2 separate regions of the Mus musculus genome follow, and region 2 is linked to region 1. A link is a contact called in public promoter capture Hi-C data. All regions are on one chromosome and are shown on one strand. Each heading gives the region's core, a stretch centred on a gene start, on an enhancer-like site or on the middle of the called end of the contact. The rest is flanking DNA. Distances are from core to core; before and after follow the strand shown.

Region 1 (5,271 bases), core at 2,469-4,968:
GTTCATGTGTGTGTGCATGAGTGTGTGTACAAGTGTTTGTATGCATACATGAGTGCAGCAAGTGTGTGCACGTGTGTGTGCATGCCTACGTATGTATTGTGTGTGTGCATGCATGTGTATAAATGAGTGTGTGTGTGTAGGACAGAGGTCAGCCTCAGCTGTCTCCCTTGTTCTCAGTCTTGTTTTCTGAGGCAAAGTCTCACTGGCCTGGACCTCACTGGTCCATCTGGTGATCAACAGGTCCCAGGCATCTTCTTGTCGCCTCCTTCCAATGCTGGGGAACAGGCACACACCAGTAAGTGTAGCTTTCCCATGGGTTCTGGAGATTTAAATGCAGGTCCTCATGCTAGGACATCCCCCAGCCCTTTGATGGCAGGCAGGACTGCAAGAGTCACATCTTCCCTGAGTACCCTGCCCCCTCACAACTCTGTCCCCAATTCAAGCCACCTCCTCAGTCACTGTTGGCTTTTATGCCTCCTCTTCTGCAAACACTTTCTTTTCAGAAATGTTTGTACTACCTGATCTTCCTGATCCCCACCACGGCCCACAACAGGGCAAAGTAGACAAGGACTTGAACACAGCTGCCCAGCCCCATGATGAGCAGAGGGACCAGCCACTGACTCCTCAGGGCCATTCCTTGAGGACAGGGGACCCCTGCCCAGTGGGGGACCAGCATTCCTCCTGAGAATGCTGTAGGACCTGAGGCTTCATTGGACTCTCTCTGAGCAAGGGATGCTGTCCGTTTAGGCAGGGGCTAGAAATTCCTTCCCCAGACCCAGAGCCATCGCCCATTCTGATGAGGGTCTTGGCTCTTGTTAGGTCCTAAGAATGCTTCCCTCAGCCCCAGCTTACAGGCCTGCTGGGGATTTCATCCCTGAGACCACAGGCTGCAATGATGGAGGGGACCTGTTCCCAGGCTGGGCAATGCTTCACCACCTCATCACCCTGGGTGTGGGGCCCCATGTCCATCCCCTGTGGACTCAGGACCAGCTCTCCCCCTGCTGCTTCACAGAAACTCCAGTAGAGGCCTCCTGCACCCCTCTGCACACACCTGAGCCAGCTGTGCTGTGTGGGTAGCTCAGAAGCCACAGGTACACAGGATCTAACTCAGGTCAGGGTCACTGGTGGCTTTCAAGGGCTCTTTGCATCTTTCCACCTGGACCAGCTGGAACAGACCACTGGGTTCCCCGTGTACGCACTGTGATGATGGGGAGGCCTTGATTCACCACTACCCATCCTATCTCAGTCTCCCCTAGGCATTGTTTTTGTTTGTTTTCTGAGACAGGGTTTCTCTGTATAGCCCTGGCTGTCCTGTAACTCACTTTGTAGACCAGGCTGGTCTTGAACTCAGAAATCTGCCTGCCTCTGCCTCCCAAGTGCTGAGATTACCACGGCCTGGTTCCCTCAGCATTCAGAGAATCATGGACCCTTACCATGCCAGCACCGTCTGTGGGGATGGGAGGCTTTGTGACATCTATCCAGGAACCTCAAGGGTCTTTATATATGTTTCTACAGAATTGTGAACAAGAGCGGGAAAACACAGCATCCCAAGCCTGGGCCTCAGTATCCTCCCCCTGTTATTGTTAAGAACTTGGCCTGGACTGGTGTGGGGGCACACATCTTTAATCCCAGCAGTAAGGAGGCTGGGGGTGAGGGGCAGACCTTCATGAATTTGAGGCCAGCTTGGTCTATAGAGTGAGTTCCAGGACAGCCAAGACTATGTAGAGAGACCATGTCTAAAATGAATGAATGAATGAATGACTTGGCCCCTCTCTGCCTACCATCCCTCCAGTGCTGGGAGCAGTGGAATCCAGCCAGAGTGGGGCGGAGTGGGGGTAGGGGTGGGGGACTCTGTGTGACAGAAACCTGGCATCCCCCTTGTTGCCCGCCCCCGGACTGTCCTCACCCTGGGGCCCCTGACACGTTGGGGTCTGCCTGCCCTGGCACTCCAAACTTGACAGGTTCATGCTGCCTTGGTTTCAGCGGGTGGTGGGCGAAGAGGTGGGCCAGGCATGCTTAATCTCCAATTTCTGGAAATAAATGTCACCAGGCCATCTTTTGTCAAGTAGAGGGAAGAAATTTAAAAAGAAAAGAAAAAAGCCCCTTGCCAAATAGTGTGTGAAGAAACAAGACCTTGTAGGTGCAGGGCAGCTGGGAGGCAGAGAACATTCCAGAGACCATGCTGGGATGGAACAAAGGGGCCTTTCTCTCAGGCATGTCTTGAGGAGTAGAGGTGTGGTGGTTTGAAAAGTTAAGAAGAAAGAAAGAAAGAAAGGGAAGAGAGAGAGAGAGAGAGAGAGAGAGAGAGAGAGAAAAGAAAGAGAAAGAAAGAAAGAAAGAAAAGGCAAAAGAAAGAAAGAAAGGAAGAAAGAAAGGAAGAAAGAAAGAAAGAAAGAAAGAAAGAAAGAAAGAAAGAAAGGAAGGAAGAAAGAAAGGAAGAAAGAGTCAAGAATTTTGCCAGAAAGAAAACAGTGAGGCTGTGAGGAAGAGGTTAAAAAACACAGGATTTTTTAGGGCTTTTATTTGGGGGACTTTCTTTTTCTAGGACACCTGCCCCACACTAGGATAAGAAAAAAAAAAGAGCTAGAATGTCAACAACCTGGGCAACAGGCCCAGCGCCATGGGGAGCGTATGGAGATGCCACGTGCTGAAGATGCTCTGGAATTTGTCCCCATCCGCCCTGCCATCCCATTAGCATTCTCTAGAGAGCCATAATTTCCCCTTCCCTGGACTCTCAGAATGTTCCGGAAGCTCTCATTTACAGCTGGAATCCACCTGCCAGCCGCTGAGCCTTTCAGCAGCCCAGCTGCAGTCCTCAGACCTGTCACCTCCCAAATCAGCATGGTGACAATTCCAGAAACTTTCCTGTCCAAATGGGAGGAGAATTGGGTGTAAGGCCAATCTCTGCCCTTCACCCTCCCAGGACCCTCTGCTTCTTCACTGTTCTGACCCCAGGACCTTTGCGCATGTGGAGTGCACCTCCCAATGCTGCAGGGACTGCGACTCAGTGGGTAAAGGACTCACCCAGCATGCATGGGGCCCCAAGTTCCACCCCCAGCTACAGAGCAAGCTGGAGGCCACAGTCTGGGTGGGCTCCGTGAGACCTGCCTCACTCGGGGAAATTATCCTCTCTCACTCCCCAACGTGCCTGCTCCTCCTCAGAGAAGCATCCTATGCTACAATCCTTGCATCATTTATCCTGGCTTATTCATCTATCTCACCAACTCCTTTGTCTCTGACATTGTTTCCTGATGGAATGGGAGCTCAGTAAATTGAATGAATGAATGAATGAATGAATGAATAAATGAGCATCCTAAGTTTGATTCCCAAACCTCCCGGCCTTGACAGACTCTACCCCCAGACCTGTGGAGCACGACCTAGATCCCCAAGTCTCCGAAGAACAGTGTCTGAGTGGGCTTGGACAGACTCTGGGGTCTGGGCTCCCAGAGAGACCCCCCGCTGGACCCTGAGAGCTCTTAGCGCCCCCCCACCCCCCGCTGGCCTTGGAGAGGTCTCAGGTGAGCTGGGCCTTCCAGGGTGACACGGGTGGGGCGACACTGGTTCTGGACAGAGTCCTGGGTGGCAGGCACAGGCAGGCTGGGGCTGCTGGGCCAACAAGAATGAATAAACAGCATCTTTCCGCGGCGGGCTGGGGGTGGGGGACGCTTTGAACCTCCAGCTTGACTGGGGATGTTTGCACAGGGCTGGCAGCCAGGGGGGTGTCATCAGGACTAAAATTAGCCTGTTTCCCGCTCAGCCCCTCCCCGCCGGCCAGGAGGGAGGCTGGAGCCTGGCGGGGCCAGTAAGTATGGTGGGCCAGACAGGAGGCATAAATCAGAACGGTTGATCCAGGGAGCCACCCGGGTGTCCACATAGTTATTGTTGGTCTATTATTTCCATTTGACAGACAGAAAAACTGAGGTATGGCGACACAAATGAGCTCACAGTCACAGGGCCCACAAAGTGGTAAAGCCCCAATTCGATCCAGGGACCATAGACTGCAGCATCGCCTTTAACAGCTCCCTGAAGGCTGAAAGAACCAGAGTAATGTAACTGGGAAGAGGCACAGGGCCCTCGCCTTGCTCGGGGACTCGAACTGAATGGGCGCTAAGAGGTATTTCTCTCTGCTAATGTGCTAAGGAACCCAGGGCCTCATTCAGGACTCCACCCCGACCACGCCCCCAGCCCCTCCCTGGGGGATTCTGGGTGGGACTTCACCTCTGATCACAACCCCTGGCCTCTCACGGAGGGATTCTAGGTAGGTACTCCACCTCTGAACTTTACTCTAAGCAGCTTTGTTTTTTTCTGGGCGAATTCCCAAGAGGTGTGGGGCCAGGGTCCCCAAGTTTTGATCTCCGTGGCTCGGCTTAAGGTTGCCTGGAGAAGGATCTAGAGTTAGTCCTGTACCATTGACAGGTTGTCAGTCATCAGGGACATCTGCTTCAGTTTGCTTACTTTCCCAGTCACGCTGGGTCGCCAGGAGTCCCAACCTCCAGCAGACAGTTGGAACAAGCACAAGCCTGCCGTGCTGGGAGACTCCATCTCTGATTTCTCACCTTCTGTGGTTCCTCCTGTAATTCAGCTCAGGCAGCTGCAGCTCCCCAGAGCCATGCAGCCTTAGAACAAGGTTCGAGCTGGCTTTAGTGGCACATACCTGTCATCCTAACGGGAAGCTGAGTGAGGCAAGAGGATTATGAGTCCCAGGCAAAACAGAAAAACAGGCCTCAGGGGTGTCTAATGAGGGCCATTCAAAGAGGCCTCCTTGGTGTCAGTCAGGTGACTACTGATGGTCTTTCCAGGTGTCAGGTGTCAGAGACCAGCTGCATGGGAGGGGACAGCAGGCCACTTCTCTAACCCTCCTCCGTCCTCCCCTGCCTGTCAGTCCCTGCTCCACACTGCTGGTGATTTATTCTTAGTGGGGGCAGGGTAGGGAGGCAGGATGGTGTGGGTCAGGACGGTGTGAGTAGGAGGGGGCTGGAAAATGGGAGTCAGAAGAAATGAAGGCAGACCAGGAAGGGAGACCTCAGAGGACCAGCCCAGGACAGGAAGTTATCACACCCTGCTCCCCGCACTCACATTCAGTTTCTTCTAATGTTGAGGGGAGAGACCAGAGATGACCTTTGGCTGTCCCCAGACCATGCAGATGGGGACCAGGTCCTGGACCTCTAGCTGCCAAAGGGGCGTCTGTGGGGCCGAGTGAGGCTGCACATGTGACAGCCGGACATTTGGATCTTCACAACTGTGCTGGGGACTTGAAGGAGACTCGGCTCA
Region 2 (6,024 bases), core at 1,947-4,446, 170 kb before region 1:
TGCAGTCCTGCAAGCTTTTCCTCTGCAAGAGAGGGTGAGGACCACATGATTTCCATTTCTTGCCTCCCTTGTGGCTTACTGGGGGACAGCCCCCCTCCTCCCAGTCTCTATGAGGCACTTATCACACTCATGCCAGCTGCAGTGTCCCTTGTCAGGTTTATAGGAACATGGCCAGTGGCATAGGTTGGAGTCCTCAGGCAGCTTCATCTGACCCTAGACTCCTGGGTGGTCCAAGTGTGTTACGTAGCCCCTTGTGCCAGGTATTTGTCCCACCGGCTTGGTGTTCTTGGTGGTACTTTCGGCCATGTCTGTCCTGGGTTATGGTCTGCATGAAAGAGCTATTGCCTGGCTAACTCTGAGCTCTTTGCCTGGCCACTGGCTGTGCCTTCTGAAGAGAAGGCTAGAACTGGTGGAGGCGTGAGTTGAGCATTCCAAAATGGGATGCGAGTATTGAGGACATGGACTAGGGCCTCAAGGATGGAGGATGGCCAGCACCTTCCTGTCAGGGGCAGCCTCAGGTCTCCCACATGTGGGCAGCTGTGGGCACTTGTGACCCTGCAGGTTTGCGGGCACTGCTCTGGTGTGTCTGTTGGTCACAGCCTTTCACTCTGCGGATTCTCTCTACACATTCCAAACAGGCCGATCAGCTTTTGCCCAGGTTGGGGTGGCAAAGCCAGGCGGCCCCGGAGTGCCGCTAACACATCTTCCTCACCTTCCCTGCCCTTGGCCTTGTAGGATGCCAACAAGGAGAGTGGCAAGGCTTCCAAACCACACAAGGTGGCCAGGGAGCACCGTGAGCGGCCGCGCAAGGACTCAGAGAGCAGGAGTTGCTCCAAGGAGCCGGAGCGTGAGCCCAAGAGTGCCAAGGATGCTGCACGCAAGCTGCCCAAGGAGGAGAAGGCCCCAGTGCCCAAGGCTGCCTTCAAGGAGCCCAAGATGGCCCTAAAGGAAACCAAGCTGGAGAGCCTGTCCCCCAAGGGGGTGCCCCAGCCTCCTACCCTGCCCAAGGCCTCCAGCAAGAGGCCAGCTGCCACGGACTCACCGAAGCTCAGCGCCAAAAAGCCTAAAAAGAGTGGGTCAAAGGGGACACGGCGTGCACCAGGCACCTCACCCCGAGCTTCCTCCTTTCCTGACAAGAAGGTGGCCAGGGACAAGAACAGCAAAGGTGACAAGGGGAAGGCAGAGAGTGAGCCTCGGGAGGCCAAGCGGACTCTGCAGACTGAAGACTCAAACTCAGAGGATGAGGCCTCCTTCCGGTCAGAGGTGAGCAGGGGGTGGTGGCTGTCCCTTTGCCAGGCTGCTGTCTCCCCTGGGTCAGCTCTCTCCTGCCCATGCAGTGGTAGCTGGGGTCCCTGGATGGTATGGGCCTTGTAGCACTTGAGTTAACAGCTCTAGCCCTCATGCTCCTCAGTGGATGGGCAGCTTTGGTGACTAGGTAGACACTGCTGACTCTTGAAGATTAACCAGAGAGTTCATCCCTCTGTGTTCTCCCTTTCCCGGTGGGCCTTGGGCCTACTCCCCATCAGGAAGGTACGGGATGGCCACTGAACAGTACAGAGCTCTCTTTCCTGTCTCTGCACAAGGCAAGGTATAGGGTGCAGTTGGCCAACTCCTAGAGAATTGCCTGCCTGTGTCAGGGCCCTGGGTAAGAAGCTTTGAAGATGCTCTTGGGGCTATCCTGAACTGGTTTGGGGTCGAGAGCTCTGTAACCTAGTGCTCCTGCCACTGTGCTTATTGGGTGCTAGTGACTTCCCACAGTTCTCAGCGAGAGCAGAACTGTGAGTAGCTTCCAGCGCTCATCACTGGAGCTATCTGGGCTCCGGGCCTATGTCTTGAAACACTGGGCTGCCAGGTTTGACCTCTGCTTCTCCTCCCCCAGGCGCCAGGACAGGGCTCTTATGCAGCTGGGGAACCAGCCCTTCCTGAGAGCTGTGCACGGATGTTTTGTCCCAGGCAAGGACAGTGTATGGGCACTTCCTCTCCCGGTGCCACTGCCTCCAGGCTAGAGCCGAGTGCAGGCTGAACAGTCAGAGCACTGCCTCAGCTGCTGGGGCAAGAGACAGGCAGCCCTGAGGAGGGAGCAGCTGCTGCTGGAAGCTTGCTGGCCTTGCCGCTCTCCTCTGCACTGCGGTCCACACCCCAGGCCCTTCTGGTTCCTGGACCATTCAGTCCTAGCCACCGAGGGCCATGGGAGAAGTGTGGTAGCTGTAGTGCTATGGGTGCCTGCTGGTCACCTCCTGGGCCTCTCTAATGAGAAATGTTTCCAGATTCCATTAGTCCTTGCCCCTCAGGTCACTGTAGAGACGGTGGCAAGTGGTGTGCAGACCACCACAAGCCCACTGAGGCTCCTGGTTTGTGCCTGAGCCTAGTAGGTAGGACATTGATCCAAGCAGGGACCTGTAGAGCCACTCCCATATAGGTAGGGAAATTGAGGCTTGAATCTAGAGCCTGCCCTGACCTGGAGCAATGCCAGATAGCAGCCGTTTTTCATCACTTTGTGCCCAGGGAAAACTAAGAGGTTGGGTGTGTGCAAGGGAGGGTGCCTTGGCTCCAGGACTGGTCTGTGAGGTTCTACCCTGAGAACTTCACAGTGGGCAGACTTATGGGTGCCTAGGGCAGGTTCCCTCAGCACTCCCGCTGACCAGTAGGAAGGTAGTGAGAAGAAGCCATACACACACAGCTGGGCTCCAGTGGGCTGGGCTCCAGTGAGCCCTGCATAGGGCAGTTTCTTCCTTCAGTCTGGAATGTTCCCTCCCAGGCAGGCCGCTTTGCCCAAGCTAAAGTCTTTTGTAGGCAAGCACTTCCCTATCCCTTGTTCTGGGCAGGGCTGAGGGCTGACTAGCTCTGGATCCTGGGCTCTCCCACAGTGGGCATGTCCTATTCCCACCCGACCCTGTGACCCGGGGAAGAGAAGGGCTGTAGCCACTCTGCCCCAGGGCTAAGCTCAGCTGTCCCTGCTGCTTGTTCGCATCCCACCTGCTGGTATCTGTAACAACTGTGTGTGTGTCATGGCCACATCCCCAACACCATGTGTAACACACATGCTACAGCACACACCACACACAGTGCACACACTGCACTTCACACACCACATGTCATGCGCACACAAACGCACACGCACACACACACACCTGCCTCCCAGTATTCACTGAAGGGCTCACTCACACAGTGGAAGCCTCCTGCCTTGTGTGATGTCCAGGCTGTCACTGCCCCCTGGTGGCTAAGTTCATCCCTGTGCAGCTACAGGAAGACCAGTTAAGGTGTGCCCTGCTCCATGGTGTTTGTGGCAGACAGTCCTGCCATCACTCCTGTGCGGCTGGTGGGTGGTGGTGAGGCTTGGGTAGGATTTGGGCTTTTGGTCATTGTCTGAACCCCCAGTAAGGCAGGCAGCTTTACTGAGAATTCTGTGTTTCCTGTCTTCACCAGCCTCAGGCTCTATGTGAGCTGGGGCAGAAGGCTATCCTGGGTGCCTTGAACTGTTTGGCCCCTTCATTACCCCCTCCTCTGACCTGCAAGATGACAATCTCTTCTTTCCCTCTTGTGCTGCCCTGGCGTGGGCTGAAGTCGGCCCAGTCAAGCCCAGCTAATGCCAGCTCCAGCTCTGACTCCAGCTCTGACTCAGACTTTGAGCCGTCTCAGAACCACAGCCAAGGTGGGTCCGAAGGGGAGCTGGAGCTGGTAGAAGGGGTAGAGGTAGGAGACACAGGAGTGGAGGCAAGGCAGTAGGCCTGGCCTAGGGAGGAGCACAAATGAGCCAGGGAGAGGATCAGGCTAGGTCTGGTCTGCCTGTTGCTTCAGAAAGACTGAGCCTGGGTTTGCACCCCTGGGCTGAGTGCCCCTGGGCCAGACCCTCCTTTGGGCTGGCATTCCTTTCCCCTGTGCTGACCTCAACACCCAGGAGGCAGTAGAGGCCCACGCTGTCAGCTCCTGGTGGTCTAGGATTTGTAAATGGCAAGTACTTGTGCTCGCCCAGAAGCCTGCTCAGTCCCTGGGGTTCAAAGACCTGCAGCTATAGAAACCTACTTCCTTCTGATAGACTCACTCAGCAGTGCAGGCCCACCCTGTGCCAGCCCATCAAATGGCAGCCTGTGTGCTGGGCCTGGCTACTCTAGTGGTTCTCCCCAGGGAGGGACTGGAAACTAGGCTGGCTACTGTAACCAGCCTCAGAGGAACCTTTGCCTGCCTCCCATGGTGTCAGCCTTTTCGGGGGGCAGGAGCTTGGCTGGGGGATGGCATTCTTGAAGCCTATACTCTCCAAGGTTTTTATCTGCTGGATAGGGAACCAGCTGAATCGACATCATGTGACCAAGGTAATTGAGGGCTTTGTGTCCCTCTGTTGCCTTGGCAACAGGAATATAAACCAAGATGCCATCTGTAGGGGACTGGAACTGGGTGCCTCTGGAGAAAAGGGAGGACGGTGGACCAGAGCACCATGTAGGGCTACTGAAATACTGGGCATCCTCACAGAGGGGTGCAGGCTGTGCGGGGACTCTGGTCCTTGCTGGCCCACTTGGGTTCTGAGCCTTTGGCTGCTGTGATGGAGGGATCTTACAGGCCACTAGCAGACCAGGAACCTGAAGCCTATGAGGAAGGCCAGGAAGGTAGGGGTGGGGAACCTGCTGTTGGCCAGAGGGACCCCACAGGTGGTGATGAGTCTGGGGTGGCCCTGGGGGAGGCAGCCAGAGGCTCAGCTCTCCCCTCCATTTGCCCTCAGGACCCCTGCGCTCCATGGTGGAGGACCTGCAGTCTGAGGGCTCTGATGAGGATGACTCATCGTCAGGAGAGGAGAACACCGGCAAGGCCAACCCAGGCCGGGAGTCCAGGTGTGTGGGCAGCACTGCTAGGGCGGGCTCGGGGACTGGGAGTTGGCCAGGCTTTCCTTTTCAGCATGGCCTTCGCTGGCATCCACACTACACTGTAGAGTAAGGTTAGCTACCTGTGGGAAGCTGGACATGACAGGAATCCTGGAGGATGGGAGTCAGCTTCCCATGCTAGCCAGGGTAGGGGAGTTGTAGGCTTCTCCCAGGTCCTTACCCCAGGTCCCCAGAATGGGACATCTAGGGGGTCTCTCTTTCTAGGCCTCCAATAAGCTGAACACTAGGCTGTGACAGGCAGAGCTAGAGATGGATAGCACCCCAGGGCTCCATTGGCCCTGCTGTAGAGTAGTGTGCTTACGAGTTCACTGCAGGTAGAGTACACACACACACACACACACGCACACACGCACGCACACACGAGGTGCTGGCATGCTCCCTAAGGAGGTCCAAGGTCCAGCATCCCCAGCTGTTGAGCACAGAGAGAGGCAAAAGCGAGGGGAAGCTGAGGTTGTGCTTGCCTGGTAACAGTCTGACCTAGAGCCTGGCTTGCAGCCACAGAGCAGGAGCCCTGGATATAAAACCAACTGACTGTGGGAGCTGAGGGAGGAAGTGCCCTGGTGGCTGGCTTAATGGGTAAAGTCACTTGCCACCAGTCCTGAGGAACCTAGGTTTGACCCCAAAGCCCACATGGTGCAAGAACTAACGCTGGAGCCAGTTAGCGTGTCAGGAGACTACTGTGTTGCAATGCTTACCTGGGGTCCCCAAGAGCTTCTTGCACATTCACTGAGCTTATGGAGCTAAGAGTCGGGGGTGGGGGTTGACTACTCAGACCTGCTGGTGCAGTGTGATTCAGTAATCCTACCCACTGTGGGCTAAGCACATCTGACACTCGGGTACCCGGGCTGCACATCATTCTGTGTAACCCTTGTACAACCTGCTTTGCAGGACTACAGCAGGGTCTGAGGCTTGCCCCCATGGTCTCTGGTTACTGGGATATGGAGGGTCAGCCATAGGTTCTCATGAAGCAGCGAGAGGGAAGTCTGATGGTCCTGGTGCTCAGAGCTGGGTGGGAAGGCGTGAACATGTTACCTCTAACACCGCCCCACTGCTCTCCAGGCTAAGCTTCAGTGACAGCGAGAGTGACAACAGCGCAGACTCCTGCCTGCCTGGCCGTGAGCCCCTGCCTCCCCAGAAGCCGCCCCCTCCC

The links. Promoter capture Hi-C pulls out the DNA fragments that hold promoters and counts their contacts.
Region 2: a promoter capture Hi-C map of hippocampal neurons shows a contact between it and region 1, with 2.4 times the contacts expected there. The contact joins two enhancer-like sites. A contact is called at or near these places in 6 of 39 promoter capture datasets (embryonic stem cells, hippocampal neurons, liver and 2 more), 1 of 484 Hi-C or Micro-C datasets (embryonic stem cells), 8 of 115 datasets of contacts at active chromatin or transcription factors (embryonic stem cells and pro-B cells) and 3 of 9 other capture datasets (adipose tissue, liver and pancreatic islet).

The regions. Positions count from the first base shown.
Region 1 is chr17:56,726,763-56,732,033 of GRCm38.p6, reverse strand. No RefSeq gene overlaps it. Among named protein-coding and RNA genes, the nearest start is that of Ndufa11, 12 kb to the right of the region's middle. Within about 2 kb of position 3,718, at least 47 of the 459 cell types and tissues checked have an H3K27ac peak or open chromatin away from gene starts, as enhancers often do. A contact at or near this core is called in hippocampal neurons, where this site is marked.
Region 2 is chr17:56,895,008-56,901,031 of GRCm38.p6, reverse strand. It overlaps Mllt1 (myeloid/lymphoid or mixed-lineage leukemia; translocated to, 1), which reads left to right. Exons shown (of 12, transcript NM_022328.2): 6 at 736-1,263; 7 at 3,565-3,652; 8 at 4,715-4,823; 9 at 5,934-6,024. Among named protein-coding and RNA genes, the nearest start is that of Acsbg3, 23 kb to the right of the region's middle. Within about 2 kb of position 3,196, at least 94 of the 459 cell types and tissues checked have an H3K27ac peak or open chromatin away from gene starts, as enhancers often do. A contact at or near this core is called in hippocampal neurons, where this site is marked.